Linked DNA regions of Zea mays: region 1 is linked to region 2. Evidence: chromatin contacts called from public Hi-C data. All regions are on one chromosome and are shown on one strand. Each heading gives the region's core, a stretch centred on a gene start, on an enhancer-like site or on the middle of the called end of the contact. The rest is flanking DNA. Distances are from core to core; before and after follow the strand shown. Region 1 holds the start of LOC100282150 (adenosylhomocysteinase). Region 2 holds the start of LOC100284310 (RALFL33).

Region 1 (2,700 bases), core at 15-2,514, 380 kb before region 2:
GTATAAAATATTTGAAGTAGCTAACAATAATTTTTATTTTGACCGATAGATAAGCAACACCATAGACCAGGATCCAGATCCAACAGAAAACAACAACAATGAGAAACGCTAAATCCACAACAACAACAATGCGATTTAGGTCAAGTAACTGGAACCAAACATATAACAGCAGCCGAATCTGGCTACACAAAAAAGACCTAAAATATCCCGAGATGCTTCGCCTTCTACAATCAATCCCAAAAATCAGGTCCTGTCTAACAGAGATCTGAAGATCCAAATACTAGGTAAAAATTACTAACCATCTAGCAACCAATAAACAAGAACGTCTAGCAGCCGAATCTGAAGATACACAAGAGTTTAACCATAGCAGTGAGATACTGAGATATAAAGCAGCGGCATCAATAAACAAGTAAATCTCACACTGCTAGTCATGCAGGATCTAGATCCACACAACAAGAACGTCAGATCTGAAAGGAAATGGATCCAAAGAAAGGCAAGCAAGAATCACCTTGCTCTTGGTGACGGAATCGTTGACGTTAATGGCAGGGAAGAGGAGGGCGCCGGTCTCCTGCATCTGGTAGAGCCTCTTGACACCCGTGGTGGTCTCCTCAGAGACGCCGACAAGCCTCTCCTTCATCTTGCGGTACTTCTTGGGGTCAGCCTTGAGCCCGTCGCGGATGATGGTGAGCACGATCTTGAACTCAGCGTTGTCGGTGGACTCCGGGTCGGGGATCTTGCCGGTCTTCTCGTAATCCTCCTCGGCCTTGACACCCTCGTGGATGAGCAGCGTGGCGTCGCCGCCGTCGTCGACGATGAGGTCGGGGCCGCCCGCCTCGCCCCAGTCGAGGCAGCGCTCGGTGCACCACCAGTACTCCTCGAGGGTCTCCCCCTTCCAGGCGAACACGGCGGCCGAGTCGCGCGCGATGGCGGCGGCGGCGTGGTCCTGCGTGGAGAAGATGTTGCAGGAGCACCAGCGGACCTCGGCGCCGAGCGCGGTGAGGGTCTCGATGAGGACGGCGGTCTGGATGGTCATGTGGAGAGACCCCGAGATCCTAGCGCCGGCGAAGGGCTTGGACGGGCCGAACTCGGCGCGGCACGCCATGAGGCCGGGCATTTCGACCTCGGCCAGCTCAATCTCGAGGCGGCCGAAGTCCGCCTGCGAGAGATCCTTGACCTTGTACTCCCGTCCAGACGAGGTCTTCTCCACAGAGAGCGCCATGGCGGCAGAGGAGGGAGAACTCGCGAATTGGATCTGGGAGATGGGGAAATGGAACGGGAGTGAGGGAGAAGACGGCGCGGTTGGGAGGCAGGGGTGGGGAGGGTTTTATGGGAAGAGACGACGGCGCCAGACCGTTGGTTTGCGGACGCGGCGATTAGCGGCCGTCGGATCTGGGCGGGGGATTGGTGGGGGGTTGGTGAGTCGCCATACCGGAGTGCCGTTGGTGGGTGAAGACGTCAGGTGAGATGCGCGGATCTGAGACATTGGTGACCAATGATGGAATCAATCTATTTTATATAAGTTCGTGCATTATGAGTTTATTTTATAAATTTAGTGAAATGAACTTATTTTTTTAATTATCACTAATTATTACCAAATAAAGGAAATAGTGACGGATAAAACCATTATATTTTACAAACCAAACAAGAAAGTGAGGAGTGAGAAGATAATAGACTAACTTATTCCTCAAACCAAACACGTTATACATATACTGACACATCTCGAGACTTGGTTCGCAAAAACACCCTCCGATTTCTCAAAATAAACAGTGGTCCAATTAAAAATACCTGCTCTCCCGTCACACAGCCCGATTCATGCTTCATCCTCTCTCATTCTCCTTGCTCTCCTCTTCCAGCCGTCGCCGCCACCACCATTGGTCGTCGCACCTCCACTCCTCCCTGTCCTCTCTTCCAGTGGCACAGATTGGACGGATGAACTCACCTACTACCACGATAGTGTAATACCCCTTTCTACTTCTAGAAACCGGTCATTATTCCACTAATGGATTACAAACAAAATATTATCAAAATACTACCCAAACCCTAACACCAAAAGGTAGCAATATCACCAGGCCTTACATCCCCCTTCAAATCTTGCTTCTCCTCAAGCAAGAACAGCTAGAAAACGAGCCTTCAAGACATGGTAATCTTCCCATGTTGCAAGATCTGGAGATGGACTGGTCCACCTAACCAGAACCTGAGTAATGGTTGCATTCCCCTTCTTAACCAATCTTCGGTCTAGCACTTTACCTGGCTCAACATTCTCTAGATCCACCATAGCAGGAAGGTTCTTGAACACCGGTGTATAACGAGGCACAAAGGGCTTTAGCTGTGACACATGAAACACTAGGTGTATTTGAGAGTCTGCTGGTAGATCCAACTTGTAAGCCACTTCCCAATTTTCTCCAACACCTTGTATGGTCCAAAATATCGAAAAGAAAACTTTGGACATTGTTTGCTAACCACAGACTGTTGTGTGTAGGCTATAACTTGAGCAACACCTCTTCTTCAATTTGAAATCCCTAGGCAACCTTCTCATATCAGCATAATGTTTAAACCTTTGTTGGACTTTCGTCAAATGTTCCTTGAGCATAGAACTATGCACTGCTATCTGTTGCACCACATCTCTAGAAACCACATCTTCATCACCCTTCATAGATCGTGCCAGATCATAGAAGCATCATATCCATACAAAGCCTTGAA
Region 2 (2,700 bases), core at 7-2,506:
TTTGTATGAGCATATACATGATCGGCTGAAAACAGTCCTTGAAAATTAGCAGTAACTGGCTTATACCAGTGTAAACTGGCCAATGTCGGCATGCACAAGAATATCTATCTACAGTCACGTAGTTGACCAATTCCGGAGTGCCAGCTGCAGCAGACAAGAGTCAATTTCTTGTCAGGGCCTCAGGGTCCCAACTGTGCGCGCTCTCTGGCAGTCTGAACTTTTCTTAAAAAAAAACACTTTTGCAGCTTGTCGGTGCATCCATGTGACGATGTGAGGCCTACGGATGGTTGGTTGAATGCACAGCATTTTCAGCACCAGACCAGGCATGCTGAAAGGCAGGCATATTTCCTGAGGTGGCTCATTCAACACAGCGCATTGGGGAGACGAACTGAGCTATGTATTGGTTAATTTTCTTAAAAAAAATATCACCTCATCAGTTGCATATTCCCCAAAAACATTTTTTTTGAAGAATCTGAAAGCTCAATGAAGTCTCTCCGGTAATCTGTAGCATTGCTCATCAACATCTTGCACACGAGATTCATCCATTAGTATTAGTGCTTCATTACTACACTTACTAAATATCCCGGCAAAGGAGGAAGGACGACCAAGAAAAAAAAAGAGGAAGAAAGAAAAAAGAAGAAGACAGAATAAAATACACTTCATTTAGTAAGCATTTGCAGCAACACCGCCCTGCAGCGTCGAAGGAGCGAGGAGCAGCAGCCCCACACCCACTTCCCTTTGCAAGGCGACGGAGCAAGCAAAGCAAGAGCCTAGGGATCCGCGTCCCTGCACCTGGTGATGCTCTCGCAGCCCCGGGTGTAGGGGTTGGCGGTGGTCGAGATCCGGCAGTTGTAGTAGGGCACCCCGGTCCTGGAGCACGGCACCACGTCGCCCCGCAGGGCGTCGTAGCTGATGTACCTCCGCCCCGTGGTCGCCTCCCACAGCAGCCGCCGGTGCGCCTCCGAGTCCATCTCCAGCTCCGCCGCCTCCATGCCGACGCAGTGGCCTCCTCTCCCGTGCAGGACGAGCAGCAGCAGGAGGAGGAGTGGCGCTGCTGCCCACGCCCTTGGGAGCAAGATCGGCTTGGTGGTTGCCGGCATTGTGTTGTGAGAGACTGGCTGACTGAGATCTCTCTAGCTCTTTCTTTTCTTGTTCAGAGTGCCATGGCGCTTCTCTCTCTCTCTGCACTGGATCTTTGCTGTTTCTTGATGGAGGGAACAGGGAAGCACTGCACTGAGATCTATCCGAGTTTTAGTGGAGGAGGCCCGAGGGGAGGGTGAAGCTTAAATGCGGTGTCGGACAGCCAGTTGTTGTTGACAGCAGCCGCTGCCTCCTGCTGCTGAGCGAGCGAGGGAATATCTCAAATGGGGAGAGGATGAGGTTTCCTTCAAATGTTACTTTTACCACGACCGAATGGTTTGTACTAACTGGAACTTTTCTGAAATTGTTTTCTTATCGAAAGTTCAGAGAAGCGGCTATTCCTCAGGTGCCGTGCCATCATGGGGTTTTGGCAGCTCATGTGGTCACGATGCCTGCCTGGCACAAGCTTTGGATATCATGTCACTTGACAGTGCCCTCAATATGGACAGGAATGGAGTCCAAGTTGTTTTCTCCTCCGTCCCACCGTTCCAAAGCAACTTATCTCGTTTCTTGATGACTTAAATCATTTTAAATCTAAGTAAGTTTATTTTAAAAATAATGTTAATGGTACCTAATAATAGTGTAGTGTTTGGCTGCATGAGTAAGCAGCAGCTGCCCGCCTGCTGCTGCTATTGATCTGAGAGACAAGAGAAGCACACTTAGCAGCGGCAGTTTCTTACACTGCAGATTGTAATGTTTACTTAGTGAAGTTTGAAATAAAAGATGTGATGTTACTGTCTTCAGCAGATCATACATATAGTTGCGCAAATATTGTTTTGCATTGTAAACTGTATTATTAACGTAATGAAGTTTGAAATAGAAATACTATAGTTGTGCAAAATATTGTTTTCACTACAACCATATTGTTCACATAATAAAGTTTAAAATAAAAAATTGAGATAAGATATATGTATTATTCATATAATAAAGTTTAAAATAAAAGATGAGATAAGAAACAGGTAAACTGCTGCTGGAGACATGCAGTGCTGTCATGGCTGCTGCTGCATCCCTTGTGGTAGAATAACTGCCCAGCAGTGCTGCAACCGGAAGCCCAATAGGCCTATCAGATTTATGCTTTCAAACTAAACTAATTTGAAGGTACAAATGCTGATACAACTCATTTCATTCCAAAATAATGTCGTTCTAGATTAGCAAAATGCCCAGTTATTTTGGGACCATAAAATTATGTCACACGTCCTCTGCGTTGATAGGCTGATGCTATTGTGTACTAGTGTAAGATGACATAACTTACAAAAAAAAACTTGTAGGGCACGTCCAAGCTTCCCTCCAAAAAGCAAACTTGAGATGAAGATGTATATGCATGTACATAACAGCCAGCCATATATACAAATCTAGAGAAAAGAACTGCAGCTCCTCTTTTCAGCTGGCTTCATCTATCCACAACCACAAAGGCTGTAGGAGCTTTCTGTAGCAGTTTCTTCAGCTATCCGATAACTTGAAGATCTCGTCCACATAATCCTCGACGTCCCAGAGGAAGGAACCGAATGCGATGGCTTCAAGCAGTAGTCTTTTCAGGGATGAAGGATCAAGTATAACCGC

The links. Hi-C and Micro-C count contacts between places; a contact is called where the count stands out from the background.
Region 1: a contact with region 2 is called in a Hi-C map of ear, with 1.5 times the contacts expected there. The contact joins the promoter of LOC100282150 here to the promoter of LOC100284310 in region 2. A contact is called at or near these places in 4 of 25 Hi-C or Micro-C datasets (bundle sheath, ear, endosperm and 1 more) and 1 of 3 datasets of contacts at active chromatin or transcription factors (leaf).

The regions. Positions count from the first base shown.
Region 1 is chr4:22,829,246-22,831,945 of Zm-B73-REFERENCE-NAM-5.0, reverse strand. LOC100282150 (adenosylhomocysteinase) reads right to left here and starts at 1,264. Exons shown (of 3, transcript NM_001155062.2): 1 at 509-1,264. The coding sequence starts at 1,219.
Region 2 is chr4:22,448,183-22,450,882 of Zm-B73-REFERENCE-NAM-5.0, reverse strand. It overlaps LOC100284310 (RALFL33), which reads right to left and starts at 1,256. Exons shown (of 1, transcript NM_001157205.2): 1 at 524-1,256. The coding sequence starts at 1,100. The coding sequence ends at 771. It overlaps LOC100276521, which reads right to left. Exons shown (of 3, transcript NM_001150287.1): 3 at 2,240-2,700. The coding sequence ends at 2,581.